2 separate regions of the Zea mays genome follow, and region 1 is linked to region 2. A link is a contact called in public Hi-C data. All regions are on one chromosome and are shown on one strand. The core of a region is the stretch at or near the end of the contact, and the rest is flanking DNA. Distances in the headings are between cores, read along the strand shown. Region 1 overlaps LOC103644231. Region 2 holds the start of LOC542187 (DNA-binding protein EMBP-1).

Region 1 (3,770 bases), core at 811-3,310, 420 kb after region 2:
GTTTTGTAAAATATCATTACTTGGAACATGTGTTCATTTTCTGGACCCATATTTGGTAAAATGGTAATTTGATTTAGTTGCTGAAATGGCTTGTGTAAACGTTTGCTACAAAACATGACAATTCTAATTGGTTCTTAATTAGTTGAAACTTGAGAGGTCAAGGCTTCGTATCTTGGTTGGAGATTTCTTTTAGTAATAGAGGAGTAATGGGGAATAGGATTTAATAGTATTGACTGATATAGGCATTACAATATATAGCAGTCACAGGGTGACGCACTAGGAAGGAGTGCGGCAACCTGGACGCAATCAGAGCTTGCCTACCATGAATGGGATCCTACTTCCTATATAGAGATAGCAGATCCTATCTACCATATGAGGGAGCATCTAGTTGCTATACTAGTCCTCATGCAGGAGGAAACAAATAGACAATCAAACCTCACACAAAAGGAAGCCTAGGAACATTGCCATAATAGTCTAACATTTGGAAATGAATAGTTGTGTATTTGTGGTTAGGCTATCTCCCCTTATTAAGTTGCATGCATCAACCAGTTCAACATAAAAGCTTAAGCTACAATTCATTTATATTTCAACACCCCCTCACGTCGAGACTTTCTCAGGCCTTAGATGGGAATATGAACGAGCGACAATTATTTTATTTATAGGATTCAAACTTGAGACCATTGTCTTTGATATCATATTAAAGTTGCATGTACCAGTTCAACCCAAAAGGTTAAAGCTGATAGAAAGATGTAGGTAATTCACTTATATTCCAACCATTGTTATTAAGGTGTTGCCTAGGTGTCGCCTAGGCGGTAAGGCGTACCAGCGAGGTAAAGGTGTCGTCCTCGCCTTACTCCGACACCTAAGGCGTGCGCGCCGCCCGCCAGGGAGCAGAAGACGGCCGTGCCCGGGGAGGGGAAGGCGGTAAGCCGGTGACGGCAATGGCCTGGAAGGCGCGCCCTGAGCAGAGGCCACCATCGCAGGCAACGGGAAAGAAGGGGGAGGGAAGAGGAGGAATGACGTCTTCCATGGCGAGGAGAGTGGCCGGCAGCGGCATAGAGGCCTCTTCCATGACAAGCAACCGGCGGCGGCGTAGAGGGAGCGTGGGGGAGGGAATAACAGGAATAACTGGCTGGGTAGTGGGAGAGTTAACCTAATATTGATGGGCTTGCTGGGCTAGTTGGGCTGTAACCTTTTTCTTTTTTTCTTTTCTGTGTCTTTCTCTTCTTTATTGATATTTTTGTCCTAAACACTTGTTTAAATATCAATATTTTTCTATTTTTTAATATATTTAAGGCGTCGCCTCGCCTTGCGCTTTACCTCTTAAAAGTTTAAAAGGGTATCGGTCGCCTTACCACTTTAATACCTATGATTCCAACACCTTCATAAACAGTTCAAAAGTAGAGCCTCCCTGGGTTTGGTCCTCTCTTTTATGGTTAAATATTCGTTCCATATGTCTATGGAACCTGACCTCCAAATTAATAATATCATGTCACTTTCAAAAAAAAAACCCCAAGTCAGCTGCTGATTTAGGTGAGATACCATTCAAGCACCCATAGCTAGACCTGATTGAGTGCGTTGGGAAGTTTTCTGATTGTCCTTAACTGGATCTATCTTACGCACAAACAGTCATTCATTACCACAAGCTGGATCTGTCTGACGTATAAACAGTCATTCATTCCAACAAGACGGATCTGTCCTACTAACAGTCATTCATCGCCCTACTAAACCTCCTGGTAGAGTGTAACTGGAGAGCTTTCTGATTTCTATACCAACAACTTGGACAGATCTGGTTTTCTGAAGCCATGTGCGTTGTCAGCTAATAAGAGCTCCACTACTTGTTACTGTCAAGTTTTCTGCCAAATGCTATAACCTGTATGCATAAGTTCTGACAAGTTTATAAATAGAATCTCTTTCGATATTTCACTGTGTGCTTCTCATATCACAGGCGACGGACAGGGCTATTCTGGCATTGGTACTGATGGCCCTGAGCCTTGCCATCGTTCCCACAAAAGTGCTTCTGCTGCTGGTGTTTCTGGAGGTATCCACGAACAACTCACCACTACGAAGAGCAAGCACAGAAAGGTGTACCAGAAGGTTGAGAGAGTGGTGGTTCAGCATACCTGCAGCTCCAGTGGTGGTGGAGAAAGAGAAAGAGGACAAGAAAACTAGATGATACATCCAATGTAATCTTTATGTTGCTTGGCTGATACGTTGTGTAACGTATCAGCCAATGCCCACCTTTGTACAAAGACCGCAATATCAACAACGAGGGGCAGTTTCAATGAAGATTTCATCTCACTTGTACCACCTGCCCTGTTTACATGGCTCTTGATGCTTTGTTGCAAGTTGACTAGAGCTGAGGCCGGTGTCAATCGCCGCTAATAACACAAATCCCTTTCTCTGGGTTGGACATATCGCCGTGCGGACCTGCGCCCCTTCGTTTGTAACATGAACAGTATTGATTCTTCGATATTATGGGATTGCTTCTCTAATAGACTATGTAATCTAGTTTATATATATATATATATATATATATATATATATATATATATATATATATATATATATATATATATATATATATATATATATATATATATATATATATATATATATATATTATTTGATCTCTTCTTTACGGGTTCGAGATTATATGCCAAGGCAAAATTGTTAGCTGTCTTGAGAATTTCTTCTGTTGCCAAAATAGGGTCAACTCCTGTTAATGGCATAGTCTATCTTTGTTAAGGTTAATGCCATATATATCTTCTCCCTCCACGACAGATAATTAGAGATATACAATAACACTCATTCCATTAGACATCTTAGGCGGTGATACTTTACAAACAAATAAACTTGAATCAGTATACATGTAAAATTCAACATTAGTTTAAATTAAACATGTATATATTATGGGATGCACGAAGGTTCTTCGAAGGTTAAGCACTACGAAGATGGAGATCTAAAAAATGTACCTTATGCATGATTCTGTTCAACTATTTATAGAGAAGACGAACCAACTTTATACAGATTTACAGTAATGCTCATCCACTTTTATATAAGCTATTTATACATGACATTAAGACAATAACGTACTTTCTTCATTCTACTCCGCAAATTCCAACCTTCATGTACAGTTGCCTTCTCTTTTGACTTATGGCCGAAGTTGTCGCCTCGTCTGTCAGTGACAACATTATCTTTGTTGCTTGTGTATAGACGAAATGCTTTTGTACGCTGCTTTTAGCCGAAGCTTGGCTTCTTCCATCAGTGGGAAAATTCCTGAAATACACTTGTTAACGACAAAGCCACATGTTAATGTTAGATAACTGATCTTTGCCTAATGAGTGATCTTCGGCATATAAGGTCCCCAACAACTCCTAACATCCAAACAGAGCCTTAGTCTTCCTCATATATTTGAACATTTTTATCTAACGTCAAGTTAAGATTTTCTTCTCTAAGGGTTAGTTTGAAAACCCCATTTTTTTTTCAAAGGATTTCTATTTTTCTAAAGGAAATTAGTTTATTTTCCACTTGAAAAAATAAAAATCCCTTGCAAAAATAGAGTTCTCAAACTAACCCTAAATAACACATTCGTCCATTTGATACGGTTAATGATATGACAGCTAAAATAACATGCATATCCTTGAGACCTTCTATGTAGGGGTGGTAACATGCTCCAAATTTTACACTATAGAATATAAGTATGGAATCGAATTAGAATCAAGTTCTATTTTTATTTATTTTTAAACTAAATTTTATTAAGGGCTCGA
Region 2 (3,674 bases), core at 120-2,619:
TTAAATAAAGTGAAAATCATTTAAATGGACAACATATACGCCGTCACGCCGCCATTACTTGCAGCACTGCTGCTGTTGTACTCATACCAGTCACTTGAAACATGGCAGTACCTGCACGTGAGAATGGGTCTGTCTCGTTTTTTAAAATCTCGTCGGGAGGTCTTTTCAAAATATGTCATAGCTTGGTGGGAGGGGATAACTGCAAAACTGAAGGCCACCGTAAGATGGAGATCCCAGGGTCTAGAATTGCTGCTTGCATGTTTGCACACAGACCGTGCTTACACAACATGCGCCGACAAATAACTATAGGGTTCGACCTTTCAGGTTATCACATAGTGAAGTCATATCCTCGTTTTGTACGGTATTTCTACCTTTTTATTTCTTAAATAACTTAGGGCCCGTTTGGCACAGCTCCAGCTCCTGATTCTAAGCGAGGATCTGGAGGAGCCGTGCCAAACGGGTATTTTTTAAACTGATTCTCGTGTGGAGCTGAAAGATCGGGAGCCGTTTTTGTGAAGAAAGGTGGGATCTAAAAAAACCTGCTCCACCCTCCCTTAAAACAGCTCCTCAACCAACCAAATATGGACCTCCCCTTAAAGTTTGATCGAAATTACCCATAATTGTCATTGGACAAAAACATAACGAGCCAATTTATGGATTAAACATTTGAGACCATTTTATGCACTACTATGATGGAAATATTTTATATATTATTGTTTCATATTTTTTTCCGTATATGCATCCCACTTATTGGTTTGTAACAAAGTTGAACTGCAAAGGGTAAAACAGACAATCGCCACAGACCACCAACTCTCAGAAGACAAGAATCAGTTTACTTGCCAAACGGTTTTAAAAATGATTCTGATTTTCTAGGAGAATCAGGAGGATCAGCTCCTCACGAGGATCAGGATCTGGAGCTAAAGAAGCAGGAGCTGGAGCTTTGCCAAACGGGCCCTTAATCTATTTCTCAATAATGTAATATAGAATTTAACCGTTGTAGCTGCAAATGTTTTTGTCAATAAACATTTTGAATTAAGGTCTTTTTCTATTTTTAGGACTTAAATATATTGGAAATGCTCTAACGCGACAAAAAATGATTAAAATTTTTAAGCGATTATTATTAAAACATTAAATGAAAAACTATTTCTTTTAGAAAAAAAAAATCCTCCCCCTCGCGCACCCGTACTCTCCTCCTCCTCGCCCGCCCAACGCGCCACCTACACGGACACCTGGGCCGTTCCCCGCGCCCCGGTCCACGTGCCGTCCCTCTGGCCAGCACCCGGGACCAAGCGCCGCGCCGCCACCTCCCCGCCTGCCCGAAGCGACCAGAACTCTAGATGGTGAGACCCTTGCCCCCGCCGCACCCGCACCCGCACCCGCACCCGCGCGCCGTCCCTGTCTCTATCTGTCTGTGTCCTGCTGCAGTGCCTCCGGCTCGCGTGGCAGCTTGGGGCCAGGTGCGTGTTGTGCACTTTTCTTCCGTCGTGCCCGCGCGCGCGCTGCCTCGCTCCTCTCCCCCCCTGCTGGCCTTGCCCTCACCACCTGCTGGGGAGCAGCACAGTAGTAGTACATACAGATACAGGTCACGACACGTGCGGCGCGGTCATCCATGGCGTCGTCCGCCTCCACGACGTCGGGCGGCGACGAGCGCCCGCGCGCGCCTCACGCCGACGCGTGCGCTGGGACGGCGCCGCCGCAGGCGCACGTGGAGTGGGCCGCCTCGATGCAGGCCTACTACGCCGCCGGTGGGCAGCCTTACGCCTGGCACGCCGCGCAGGTACACGCGACCGACCGACCGACGGTGCATCGTCTTTTTCTATTCGTCCGCGTCGTGCGTGCTCGCGTTTGGGAGGTGGTGCAGGATTTGGATTTGATTAGGGTTTTTGGTTCACTGTGGCGGTGGGATGCAGCAGCACCTGATGGCGGCGGCGGCGGCCGCGGCCGCCGCGGGGGCGCCGTGCGGGACGCCAGTGCCGTTCCCCGTGTCATTCCACCCCGCGTACTACGCGACGCACGCGTCAATGGCCACGGTGAACGCTGGACACTCCTGCCTCGACCATTTTGTTTTCAGTGCAGTTCTCGGTTCCTAGTGCTGCAGCTGAAATGTGAAATTCCTTGCTGGGTTTGGTTCTATGCAGAGTGTGCCCTACCCGACTCCCGAGCCGGTGGCGGTGGCGGAAGCGAAGATCAAGAGGAAGAGCTCTGGCGCCCTCTCTGGCGGTTGCACTTCCGGAAGGTGCTATTTCATTTGCCGCATCCATGTGCACTGCACTGCCAGTTTCTCACCTCCTCGGTTGGTTTATTGAGCTGATATTGAAATTATGTGCGGTGCACAAACACAAAGCAGTGCCGGTGGGAGCGAGGGCTCATCAGATAAAAGAGATGCTACCCATCATAAGGTGCCTTGTTGGTCATTACACCTAACTGCAGCAAACCCTAGTGCTACCCAGGCCGTCTTGGTTGATTTGATTGTGAGTTTTATCTAGGTATTACCTTCTGTAAGGAGGAGAAAGTCCAGCGGCGCCAATGTACAAGGTTGGCTATCATAATCCATAATGGTTGCTTTGCTTATATAAGATACATGCAATGCGGTAGCTTTCCTGTTGTGAATTTTGATGGGTATATAGTATGCCTGGATCTGGTGGCGTTGCAGCCTGACGGTTGGCACTTTTCAGGTGAGCCATCGCAGGCTGCGACAGCTCAACATGCTGCAGCTGAGTCACGAGTCACAGCAAAAAAGAGGCCCGCAACAGAACTCTCGGTTTCGACACCTGAGATAGCTGGAACCTCCAATGTCATTGTCAGGCCGAACTTGAACATTGGGATGGACCTTTGGACTGATTCTCCAGTTAAAGCAGAGACCTCTGGACAGGGTGAAATAAATGCTGCGACGCATTCCCATCATGGCAGCACTTTGTCGATGATGGTATGGCTATCTTACATAAGGGAGTATATAGTGGCAATTGTCGCTAACAAATAGCATTTGCATTGCATCTCCAACTCAGATAACATGCTGTCTTCTGGCAGGATGAGCGAGAACTGAAAAGGGAGAGAAGAAAGCAATCTAACAGAGAGTCAGCTAGGAGATCAAGGCTACGCAAGCAGGTACTGTCTAATAAAGACATCTGACTGTACAACGAATGTTGTAGGGGAGATTCGAATTTGTTCTGGTTGGAAGTCAAAAGGAGCCGCGCGGACGGTCCGGCCCTGTTGTAGGGAAGACATCTGACGGTGGTGGCGCGGACGGTCCGCGCGTGCGCAGAGTCAGTTAGGGTTCCTAGTTTCTCGCGGGATTTGTTACCTAAAACCGTGGGATTGACTCGGAAATCAGTTCGAAGCGGATCCAGACCTCCCCTTTATATAGATGAAGGGCTACGGCCGATTGAACCCCCCAACAATCGATCAAATCAAGTCTATTACTCGTTTTGACCTTATGCATAAGTAGTAGTTTTAGTCTAGTTCTAGTTTAGCCCTAGTTTAGTATTCCAATCCTCAAATTCTCCGCTTCTCTTCGACTCTACATCGATTAGAGGAGTCTAGGTCGGCCTGCCGAGCCTAGACAACCCCTAGGATCTCTCCTCCCCGACGGGGTCCCTCCCGGGAGCGAGATCCAGGCGCCGCCGGCGACCTTTCGCCGCCCCTGCGCACGCGCGGACCGTCCGGCCCCAGGGCGC

The links. Hi-C and Micro-C count contacts between places; a contact is called where the count stands out from the background.
Region 1: a contact with region 2 is called in a Hi-C map of tassel, with 2.2 times the contacts expected there. The contact joins the enhancer-like site here to the promoter of LOC542187 in region 2. A contact is called at or near these places in 2 of 25 Hi-C or Micro-C datasets (ear and tassel).

Annotation. Positions count from the first base shown.
Region 1 is chr1:298,534,786-298,538,555 of Zm-B73-REFERENCE-NAM-5.0, forward strand. It overlaps LOC103644231, which reads left to right. Exons shown (of 9, transcript XM_008667429.3): 9 at 1,949-2,495. The coding sequence ends at 2,176. Among protein-coding and RNA genes, the nearest start is that of LOC103644231, 7.9 kb to the left of the region's middle. Within about 2 kb of position 2,061, at least 4 of the 20 cell types and tissues checked have an H3K27ac peak or open chromatin away from gene starts, as enhancers often do. A contact at or near this core is called in tassel, where this site is marked.
Region 2 is chr1:298,111,940-298,115,613 of Zm-B73-REFERENCE-NAM-5.0, forward strand. LOC542187 (DNA-binding protein EMBP-1) reads left to right here and starts at 1,370. Exons shown (of 9, transcript XM_035964421.1): 1 at 1,370-1,777; 2 at 1,911-2,030; 3 at 2,139-2,236; 4 at 2,345-2,399; 5 at 2,487-2,535; 6 at 2,676-2,926; 7 at 3,028-3,105. The coding sequence starts at 1,610.